2 separate regions of the Zeugodacus cucurbitae genome follow, and region 2 is linked to region 1. A link is a contact called in public Hi-C data. All regions are on one chromosome and are shown on one strand. The core of a region is the stretch at or near the end of the contact, and the rest is flanking DNA. Distances in the headings are between cores, read along the strand shown. Region 1 holds the start of LOC105213326 (serine/threonine-protein phosphatase 2A regulatory subunit B'' subunit gamma). Region 2 holds the start of LOC105220713.

Region 1 (6,067 bases), core at 1,061-3,560:
CAATGTGAATACTCTCTGCAGGAGAAGTTTAATTTACGTTTAAATTATATAAGAACTACTATATATACAGAAAAATGATATATTGAAAGTCAGTCAGCTGTCTTGTGAGGAAGTCTGCCACGAACAACAGACATATCTCCTTTTACTGTGAGAAATATAAACACTTCAGTAACTGAACTGTATTCAGTGAAATTCTATTTAAAGCCTTCAGCAACAGACATATTTAAATGGGTTCACTGTACGAGCACTGTCCATATAAGACACCAACAAAAGAATTTATATATCTATATACCTACAACTGCATCCATGCATACATTCGTAGGTGCAGCAATTGCCTTAAATGGCAACAACTACAATAGACCATATAAAATAATCACTTTGTATGTGGCAATTAAAGCAACAACATTAATTTTATTATCACCAGCATAGTGGCTGCATAACTGACCCTAAACCTCAAGAAAGCCAATGTCACATACTAGCAGTAAAACATATATGCATATATGGATATAAACTCTAGACCTTAGAGTTGCATGTCCACTTGCAGCACTTGCATAGTGGCAAATGAGTCAGCCCAGTTGGACACAGTGTCGTAAGCAAACAATAAAATTTGCTGCTGTTCACCATTTTACGGGGTTAAATGCATTAACCGTTGCATATAGACTGACTGTTGTGCAAACATAAAAGCGCTTCAAGCTAACTGCGCAATAGTTGAAAGTTCAAGTTGCAAGTTGGTTAATGGAATATAGCAGTTGCACTTGGATGTGGAAGGCAAAAAAGTAGACACGGCACTGTAGATGAAATTATTATTACATATTATTTGTGTGAGAAAATGAAATTTTAGTTAAACTGAGAAACTTATTTGCGTTTTAGTACAAACTTGTTCAAATTTATACATTCATATATTCATACATATGCATGTATGTATGTGGTAATAAGTGCTAATTGAAATTGATTACAGTTTTGGGAATCTTATTCCATCATTTATGTTGGTTTCTTTCTCAATAAAATTGGTATCGGCTCCAGACAAAGGACATGAGATGTTTTTTTTCTCCAAGCATTGATACATTTTTGGCTTGATTTTGATAATTATACTTTAGCACAATTTAATTGGTGTCCATGTCCACCTAGCCGAATTATAACATTTTATCATTTATATGGATATATTAAATATTCACCGCATATATACTAACACGCACTAATCGATTAGTAACATTATCCACACCTTTTTATGAACCTTCACACATTAATTGAAATACCGCTCATTAATCACTTAAGTACCGTCGTTTAGTCTGGCCTCACCTACAATTTGAAAGCATTTTGAGACTACCAGTAATTAGCAGACAAAGTTACAGACACAATAAGCGCTGTAGGTTATACGCTAACCCTTATCAATTTTGATTAACTAATTTGATTTTCAACAGCTGAAAGACTACACACAGACATGTAAAAAAATTCAATGATTTTGTAATTGATGAACTAAAAATAGAATTTAAATAAAAATATATGAAATTTCTAAAATTCAAATATATTTTGTTTACATATATTACTTGTACATACCTGGTATAGGCCCACATACTCTGGGTATTATTTCTAAGATAGCCGAACAAGACGGGTCTTCGAAACATAACTGGCGCGCTAGAATACAATTGAGTATAGCAGACGCAACTTTTATGTTAGAACCTGTAAATAGAAGAAAATAAAAGTTTAATACTTATGTTACAGAGCATCTCAAGATAAAGTCTAGAAGTAATATGTAATAATCAACAAGCTTATTGGAACATCCTAAAGAACGTTGATCCAATGCTGGCTGTAAACGCACCAAACCCTGTTCAATTGGAGTATTGTTCACTTCATTCTTACTTTATACACTTAATTCATATAATATTATATCACTGTATTATTTTTCATAAAATTTTAAATAAAACAATTTATTAATTACAAATTTGAAGCAACGGGAAGGATGTGAATATTTTACAACTGTCAAAGACACCAGCAGAGAAGAAGAAGAACAAGGCACCATTCACAAATATTGGACAAATATTAAATTTAAATTTTTAACTTTAAGTATAAAAAAGTAATGTCCAGAATATTCGTGAATTGTCTCAGTTCATTTATTTAAAAAAAAAATATTTAATTATCTTTTATTTTATTTATTAATAGGTACCAGTTTCAAATATAAAAAAGCAAATGAATATGTATTTCCATACAAATAATTCTAATAATGCTTTTCATCAGCGTCACCCTGTTAGTCAAGTTGCGAACCATGCGCGCTGTCATTAATATAATTTTTCTGCGCAATACGTCAACTTTTCTGCTGACTGCGACGTCGACAGCAACACTACGACGCCTATCTGACAACCGCGCTAAATCAGCTGTGCACTGGAATATTTATTTACTTTTATTCCGTGATAAAAGTGTATTTTACGTAAAAGTTTCATTTCAAAGTTTAATTTAAAACTGCCAACAACTGTGTATAGAATGGAACTCGATCCAGATATTGTGAAAGAATTTGAAAATCTCGAAGTGTCCACTGAAAAACCAAGTGAAGAGCAATTAAACGAATTCGACGCAGATGCGCCATTGCAGGCAACAGCCAAAACGCTACATCCCACCTATGCGACAATACCGAAATTTTTTCATGCGCCACCGCCTGCAAACAATGCACTGCGACAAAATCTGCGCAAAGAAGCGCATTCGCTCTTTCTACAGAAGCGTTCACAAGAATTGCTGGATAATGATGAGCTCGGCGCTTTGTGGACTTTGTTGGAGAAACATTGTACGCAGGTAACGCCTGTGGGACAACAACTCATCAGTTATGATGACTACCAAAAGTTGCTGGAGGCGGTGAGCACAAAATGTCGCAAATATTTGACGGCACGTCTGTATGCCAAATTGCAGTGCCATTCCATGTATCCAGGTGAGTACTCGCGCAAGCCGTTTGTGTGTGTATGCGGTATTTCGACAAAATTTAATATGCAATTTTGCAGGTAAAGTGGAAATCGTTTCCATCTTCAACTATACCATGCGTAAAGTGTGGCTAACACAGGGACGCATAGGCCTATCGCTCTACGATGAGATCGGTCAAGGCTATCTGCGTGAAATTGATATGGAGAACTATATTATTGACATCATACCAACATTAACACAGATCAGCAGTTGCGTGCAACCGTCCTTTCAAAGTTTCTACGTCTGCACGGTAGTGAAAAAGTTTTTCTTCTTTCTCGATCCCTTACATACGGGCCGCATACGCATACGTGATATACTCGCGTCGGGTTTGCTCACCGAATTGCTCGAACTGCGCGATGAGGAAACGCCAAAAGAGTCGCAAGAGCAAAACTGGTTTTCTATGCCGTCGGTACTGACGGTCTATGGCAACTACTTAAATTTAGATAAAGACCACAATGGCATGCTGAGCAAACAGGAGCTGGCCGGTTACGGCTCCGGCACATTGACTTCAGTCTTTTTGGATCGCGTTTTCGATGAATGCCGCACTTTTGATGGCGAAATGGATTATAAAACTTTTCTCGATTTTGTTTTGGCCCTGGATAACAGGCATGAGCCACAATCGTTGCATTATCTCTTTCGCATACTGGATGTGCAGCATAAGGGCTATTTGACAGCGCAGACGCTGCACTATTTCTTCAAAGGCATACAAGAACAAATTAATGCGGTCAATGCGGAGGCGGTGAATTTCGAAGATTTGAAAGACGAAATATTCGATATGGTCAAGTCTAAGGACCCATACAAAATTACGCTGCAGGATTTAATCAATTGGTACGTAGTGTGTGTGTGTGTGTAACTACTTAAATGGAATAGCACTCAAGTCTGCACAGCAGCACAATAACCGTGCTTATTAATTAAACTCAAGTGCTCCATATATTAATTCATTGTCCTTGCAGTGGTCAAGCAGAAACGGTTGTCTCCATTCTCATCGAATTCCACAAATTCTGGGCATACGAAAATCGTGAGGATGGCTCACATAATGTTTAATCGAAACTTAATTATAAGCCAAGAAAATTATGCAGTTCGAGCATAGTTTAGGGCGTTGCAGACAGCAGTCAGTTGACCAGCAAAGCAATCAATAGCAGCAGCCAATTGTGCCGCGCTGCAACAATAAGACTTTGAATATGTAATGTGCTGCCATTATTAGGATATTCACTATGCAAGTTAGAAGTAATGAAAAGGTGTAGGTGCGACGTTTAACTCTTTAAGTGCATTTAGCTTATGTTTACAAAAACAACAACAATCAATGAACATTCCAACAGAACGATACGCAGTAATTATTTAAATGTAAGTATATGTGTTTGTATGTAGTTTTGTTATTATTGCAGTGGCGACGACGACGACGAAGGCCGGCTTATGAGCATGAAGTCTATACGGCATTATCGAAATAGCGATACAAATATTTTTTTTTCATACGAGTAAAATTAAAAACAATATTATTTTTTTGTCTATTAAGTAGCTTATATATTTTAACTTGTTTCGTAGTACTTAAGTGCATGTCTCTTACAAATTCATGTATATCGGTAACACTTGTCTTTTAGCCGCCTAAGTAATATGTTAATTTAAAAAATGTTATACGATTAATGCATAAGTATTAAACTTTTAGTGCAAATTTTAAATTAATTGTAAATAATTATTAAACACATTACATTTTAAATATACACAAAATATTAAAAATATATTATTTTTTCTGTCAAAAGAAAAATACAGGGTGGCACGTATGATATGTATTTTCGGCAGATTTCACTGTTTATTAAGCTTTAATGCAAAAAATGCTAAAATGCGAAACTAATCTCACAGGTGTGTGGACTTTTGCATAATTATTTTTTCAATTTTTTTTTTAATTTAATTTTTTTTATTTCTATTTTTTTTTCAATTAAAATTTTTTTTCAATTTAAATTCTTTTTTTTTAAATTTTTTTTTTTTTAATTTTAAAATTGTTTTTTTTTTTAATTTTAAAATTGTTTGTTTTTTTTTAATTTTTTAAATTGTTTTTTTTTTTTTTAATTTTAGAATTGTTTTTTTTTTTTATATTTTTTAAATTGTTTTTTATATTTTTTCAATTGTTTTTTTTTTATTTTTTATTTTTTTTTGTTAATTTTTATTTTTTTTTTGATTTTTTATTTTTTTTTTTTAAATTTTTTATGCAAAATTTACAAATCTCTTGTGCATTTGCCATTCGTGCCTTTTTAAAATTTAATTATGCATTTATTATGGCGCTCAAAAAGTAAATTCTGTTCTAATTCATGACCATTGAAGTTAGTTGCTTAACATAGCGAGCAAAAAAAAAATATTTTAGTTTAATCCACAATGCTATATGTTTGCAAATGTATACAGCCATGGTCAGTAAAAAAGTTTTCCAAACGCGAATCCAAGCCGCAACGGTGCATACCAACGCTCACAAACATTTATAAAACATTAATTTTTCAACATTATTTTTTCGGCAGGTACCGCACAAGAGGGATGAATAAAAGGTGTGCAAATCAACTGGTCGCGAACCGCTGTCCGCTGTCCACTCGCGCCATGCTCAACTGTCCGCCTTTCATTTCGTTTCATTTCGGCATTTGGTCACACACACGCTTGACATCCAGTTCATTTTCTCCTTCGTCGCTTGCTGGTTAGTTGTTGTTAGTGGACTAACTGACGCTTGGTTGGTTGTTTGACAGGCTGACTGTCTGACTCTCCGGCTGTCCGTCTGCTTGGTTGGTTTGTTGCCATCGCTCGTTTGGCATTTGTCAGCGGGAAGGCGACCGCATCCGAGTTTTATCAGCTGCCTTTCGCATAGAATGTGTCTGTATGTGTGTGCATTTGTTAATTCCTCTCCACTGCAGCGCCCAGAACTTCCATTTGCAACGGGAAAATGGAAATTCAGCATATGCATTAACAACTCCTGTTGGCCCAGCCCGCACCCGATGGAATTGCAGCCAAAGTTTGAATCCTCAAGGATTTCCGCTTTTGCATAACTAAAATGTGTGCACTCACACACACACACGCCTGTAGAAAAACCTCGAAATTTATTCACAACAAACAAATTGCGACTTTGCAGTTCACTTTTCAAATTTGT
Region 2 (6,067 bases), core at 2,247-4,746, 510 kb after region 1:
TTTAGATATAAGCTTGCCTATAAGCAAGTGAGACTTCATTACTGCGAACTCTAAACTTTTAAAAGTACGTCGCTCATTAAAACGACTCAACACTTATTTGTGGGAATGTTTGCTGCCGCCGCAACAACAATATTATAAAAATACAAACAAGTGCACGTTGTAATTTAAACCGACCACAAGAATAACACACACAAATAATTATTTTTTTTTTGTCATACAACAAACATGTATACGATAGATATATTGAACATTCAAATTTAATGCAAATCATTTTGACTTCGAATATGTCAAATATTCTTCGAGTTTGTAATTCACACACAGAAAATGGGCTAATGAGCCTGGCGCGTGTATACACTAGACACTAATTATAAAACTATGAAAACTGGTATATGTAAATGAAAAAAAAAAAAAAAATATTTTTATGTTCGCTGCTTCAATGTTCCATGTTCTTGCGATGCGCCATTTGCAGTTCAAAGCGACGATTTGAACGCACACCTCTTATTAGCTGACCGAAACGCTTCTCTGCCGTGCCAGGAGTGGTGCGCGTGCTGGCCGCACGCCCCTTAAACATGTCCATGTGACGCTGACGACGTGAAGCCATTTTTTCATCAACGGTCAATGTTGGCACGACCGTTGTGTTTGTGTTCGGAGCAATTGTTTTCGTTACAGCGCCACTGGTCATGTGTACACCGGTTGTGTTAGCCGATTTTGCATTGTTGGCATGCGATTCGAGTGCCGTTGATAGGTTGAAAGCTGGACGCGCCACATGCCGTGCTATTGTTGGTTTGAACACATTTTTAGCCGGCGTTATTTGTTTGTTTTTAATATTGCTGCCAACTGATATGATGTGCGGCTTAATGATACCCAAGCGTGGATTTGGTAATTTTACTTCACGATTTTCCTTTTGTGTTGTTGTTTCTGCTGTGGCTAATGGTTTGCAAACACCAATGCGCGGTATGGGCAACTTAGAATCGTGGAGATCTTTGTGTGATGTTTCCAATGCTTTAAACATAGATGTATTACTATGTCCTGAAAATGTTAAATTTACCGTTGGTTGTAAATTAAGACGTTTCACTGCTTTAGATTTTTCCGGATTCGTAGTCGTGGCAGAAGCTTGATAGGTCTTTACTGTTTTTTGTGCAGAAGCTAATACAAAAAAGATTACTCATTTTACATATTTAATTTTTTTTGTTTTCATCAATGACAACTCACCAACACGATCTTTGGAGGCCGAATTTGTGAGCACTTTTGCGCGTTCTGCCTTACGATTTACATGGTCGACTAAATTTTCCATTTTCTCGAAATGCTTTTGATGTATAGCTGCGAAATTTGGTAATTTTGTACGTGCTGGTTTGTTCTTTTGTGGTGTCACACCCATTTTACTCGGAGTTTGAACTGTAAATTGTGAAATATGTTTTCTATTTAACAAGCTAAACAAAAATAATTTATTCTAAAAGACACTTACTTCGAAGTTTTGATTTATTTATCATTGCCTCATCAAAGGACAAAGAACGTTTGCGGCGTTGGGTTATAACTGAAAATTGTTGATTTTTTTTTAGTTTTTAAATTACGCTACAATGAACTCACTTAAACTATTATGTACTTACAGGTTTCAGTAGTTGCCGGCTTTAAGACTGGATTTTTCCTGACACTCTGTACCATACGTACGTCCAAATCTTCCAAAATAGTAGTCGTATTAGCAGGACTGTAAAAAGTGACATTCTTACGTTTCTCTGCTTCTGCGCCTCCAATACACACAGAAAAGGAACGTTTTCGGATGCTACGCAGTACAGCTTCTTTCGGTTCTATTTTGGAAATTTCTATAGTGATAGGTGGTTCCTTGGCCTCACACTTGTCGTCAATGTCATCTTCTATTTCTGTAATATCAGTATTTTTCCTGTATGGTGTTGGCATACGTTTCGCACTCTTCGAGTATCTTTTCGGTGTTGTACCATCACTCAGCGGTGCCGTTACATTTAAACTTTGATCTACACCCTTATCGGTAGTTAAAATTATACGAGGTGCTTTGGGAGGTGGCGAAGTTGAACCTTCATCATCGGAAAATTGTAATGGCTGCATTTCATCTTCTTCGCTAGCATTGAAAGTGTCATCATTGATTGTTACGATTTCGACTTCTGCTTTACACTCTTCTGATTTTTCACATTTCTCAACATTATTGGTAATTTCGTTTATTTCATCTGATTCCTTAATCTTTTCGTCTTGGGATTGGATGGCTTCATTAATTTGCACATGTTCTTTAACTTCGGTAGTATCTTCATTGTCACTAGAATTCTTAAACTCTGATTTATTTTCATCATCGGCAAGTTGCAATGGGTGAATTTCTACTTCTTCATCTGCTTGATTTATCATAATGCAATCACTACTGTTGAAAGTGTCATCTTTAATTGTTTCAATTTGTACTTCTGCTATATATTCAGATTTTTCAGTTTTTTCAACATTAATTTCTGTAATTTCATTATCTGCTTCTTCAATATTTTCGTCTTGTGATTGAGTGACTACATTATTTTGTACATCTTCTTTAACTTCGGTAGTATCTTCATTGTCACTTAAATTCTTCAAATTTGATTTATTTTCATCATCGGGAATTTGCAATGGCTGTATTTCTACTTCATCTTCCTTAATTGTTGCAATATGTACTTCTGCTATATCTTCCGATGTTTCACCATTTTCAACATTAATTTCCGCAATTTCGTTTATATTTTCTGCTAACTTAATATTTTCGTCTTCTGATTCAATGACTACTTTATTTTGCAAATGTTCTTTAACTTCGTTAGTATCTTCATTGTCACTTGAATTCTTCAACTTGGATTTATTCTTATCTCCAACCGTTTTACGGTTTTTCCTTCCTCGCTTTCGTGACACACGACCCACTTTGGCCGGTGTCCATCTCGGTTGTTGCTCTTCCGTATTAGTTTCCTCCTCTTCCTTATCCTTATTAATTTCATCTCCTACCTTTGATACAGATCTTAATTGACGTTTACAACTCACAATGTCTTCATATTCTTGTACGGGTTTAATGCTTTTGCGGCTGCTGCGTCTAGGAGTCTGCAACAATGTATTGTTTCTTCCTACACTAGGCGATTCAAATTGTCTCTCCACATTGTTGTTGGATTTTGGTGTTTGCGGAACTTTATTTTCCTTCGCAGTATCCATTTCTATGTCACTATCGTCTTCTTGGGTTATTATCAGCGGATTGCGACGCGACGACCTCCGGCACTGGCTTTTGGATGAGCCTTCAGCTTTGGATTCCTGTAAAGCTGCAATTAAGAAAACATTTAAACTTTTTCTAGAGCTCATTATTTAACATCGCACTTACAGATACTCATATTATTTTTATATAATTTAAATAAGAGTTTAAAAACTAGAAAGTTATGACTTTTTTAGACGCTTCTTTTCAACTTCAAATTGAAATACAGTTTGTTGCGGATTGTTTGAAAAATTGCTGAATTCATTTTCAATCAGAATTCAGCAACCAATTGGAATTGAAAGAGTTGCCAGCACAACCACAAAGAAATGATTTATTTATTATTAGCCTTTATTACTTTTATTGGCAAATTTCAAAAATTAACTATTAAAAATTTATTATTTTAATACCTTGACTCCACCAGCAATATGGCTTTTCAAAAAAGTATCAACTGAATAAAAATATTGGTTCTTCATTCAATATGAATATTACTACTTAAGCGTTGGCAACTTAGGTTATGTTTTTCTGCTGAATTCATTCCATAAGGTAATTTATTTTACTTGGGCTGCCACTTCGTTTTACCTGGTGCTGTGTGAACTTCTTGTGTTGTCTGAAAATAAATATTGTGTTTTCTGGTAACTCTACAAGTGGTTTAGAAATTAGAACGGCCCAAAAATTGCACATAGTAGTTTTTGGGCAGAGAAATTTCATTTTCATTAATGGAATTACGTGCAAATTATGTGAGGAATATGAATTGGTGTTCTTAATTGGTAATTTAATTAAATTATATGAGTTTTATAACAAATAAAGTTAAGTGGTGAGTGTGTTACAGAATGTGATTAAATTAACATTGTATGCTCGGAAAAGACCTTGAACATAAAGTAAACAAATCTCTGTTAGCATAGATAACAGTACAAAGCAATTTTCCTAATTAACTAAATACATTAGATCAGTGCTATAATGAACATAAATTTGCTAAAATGTGAGAATTAAATAGAACGTGTGCATATAACGTTTGGTGCGAAAAGTATTCACTTAGTGCTAGTAGCAATAGATATATTTTAGATAATTAGAACGATAAGCATCTTGCGTGCGTGATTAGTCATGATTCCCTTGTAAATGCTTTGATTGTATATTTTCAGCAATATTTACAATATACGTAATCTCCAACAACTTTACATCGTGCTGCAATGGGCAAAGATCAAGAGCTGTTGGAGGCAGCACGCATCGGAAATATTGCTGTTGTAGGCAAAATACTTGAGCAGATTTCGAAACGTAACAGTGGGCCATTCTCAAGGTTGGTTAAAATAAACAAACTTTCTTACGCGTATGTGCTTAATATAAAATCAAATTTAATTTTTTTAGTTTTCGGCGTAGCCCATGCATCAATAGTCAAGATGTAAATGGCTATACGCCACTACATCACGCATGTTTAAATGGACACGGTAATATTGTGCGACTGCTATTGATGCAAAATGCTGCGCCCGATATGCCGGATATACGTGGATCAACACCCTTATATTTAGCAGCTTGGGCTGGTCATGATGAGATAGTAAAACAGCTCTTGCTGCACACACCAAAAGCAGCAAATCCAAATGCACAGGTTGGTAGAAACTTTCTTCTAGAGTCAAATTAGCAAATTAAATGCAAAATGAAAATTTGCCTCCACTTTCCAGACTATCGACAATGAGACACCATTGCATTGTGCCGCACAACATGGCCATAATACAGTGCTAGCCATTTTACTTGCCTATGGTGCTGATCCAACTGTGCGCAATAATAGTTTTCAAACTGCATTAGATCTAGCCGCGCAATTCGGCCGATTACAAGCAGTACAAACCTTAATACGCACACATCCTGAATTGTTAGCACCATATCGTTCAACTGGTAGCCGAACGCCTACAACTTCAGCTATTGAATCTACGCCGTACACAATTTCACCTTCAACACATTTATTCACACACACATGCTTGCATTTAGCTAGTCGTAACGGCCATAAAAAAGTAGTGGAAGCACTCTTAGCCGCCGGTGTCGATGTAAACATTATGACTAATTCGGGCACTGCCCTTCACGAGGCTGCACTTTGTGGCAAGAAGGCTGTGGTCAATGTGCTGCTACAAGCTGGTGTTAATCCAAATGCTACCGACGGCTCAGGGCATACAGCACTAGATTTGCTCAAGGATTATCCACCACATGTAACTTACGAAATCGTATGCGCAATAAAAGGTACGTTGTACGATCCGAGCGTATTTTTTATTGTAAAAGAAAAAACAACAAATTTGCTAATTTTTGGTTAGATTTTTATAAAGACGCCTCGAATGGTACACACTTTAAGCCAATAAACGAGCTGAGCGACGGTGACGAGCATGAGCGTAGCGATAGTTCCATCTCGCCAGTGCCAAATCTAGCCTTCGAACGAAGGCAGAACGATGCAAAAGTCAGTGCTATTGCACACAAGGAATTTTTAATGCCAAAGACGTAAGACTGGGAACGAATGAATGGCTCATTTGTGTATTGTAATTCACACACTCAGAATGCTCCATTTGCTGCACCCATTGTCCACGATCATTAATCATAAACGTGACACAGACTTGTCATTAAACAGCTACTCGTATCCTTATCGCTTAAGATGCAACCCAGCACTAGAATCAATATTAGTATGATATTAACTATTGTGATTAGCGAAGCTTTATACTATTATTATTATTATAAATATTATTATTATTTACATACATATACATAATACCTACTTATAACTACCCTATCATGCATATAAATGGAAAGCATTTATTTACAACTAACCAAAGTTCTGTATGTGTCTAGCATTGTAAAAAATATATTATGCATAACTGTTTACCTAAA

What was found. A called contact is a pair of places that touch in the nucleus more often than the background predicts.
Region 2: a Hi-C map of whole body shows a contact between it and region 1, with 3 times the contacts expected there. The contact joins the promoter of LOC105220713 here to the promoter of LOC105213326 in region 1. A contact is called at or near these places in 2 of 2 Hi-C or Micro-C datasets (both in whole body).

The regions. Positions count from the first base shown.
Region 1 is chr2:78,980,084-78,986,150 of idZeuCucr1.2, forward strand. LOC105213326 (serine/threonine-protein phosphatase 2A regulatory subunit B'' subunit gamma) reads left to right here and starts at 2,311. Exons shown (of 4, transcript XR_851772.3): 1 at 2,311-2,917; 2 at 2,988-3,774; 3 at 3,900-4,276; 4 at 4,332-4,383. LOC105213327 reads right to left here. Exons shown (of 20, transcript XM_029041040.2): 3 at 1,558-1,680.
Region 2 is chr2:79,485,523-79,491,589 of idZeuCucr1.2, forward strand. LOC105220713 reads right to left here and starts at 3,497. Exons shown (of 5, transcript XM_011197178.3): 1 at 3,338-3,497; 2 at 1,608-3,278; 3 at 1,466-1,534; 4 at 1,213-1,395; 5 at 226-1,146. The coding sequence starts at 3,347. The coding sequence ends at 434. It overlaps LOC105220712 (ankyrin repeat and SAM domain-containing protein 1A), which reads left to right and starts at 3,816. Exons shown (of 12, transcript XM_029044752.2): 1 at 3,816-3,975; 2 at 4,348-4,502; 3 at 4,571-4,808; 4 at 4,882-5,431; 5 at 5,515-5,683. The coding sequence starts at 4,396.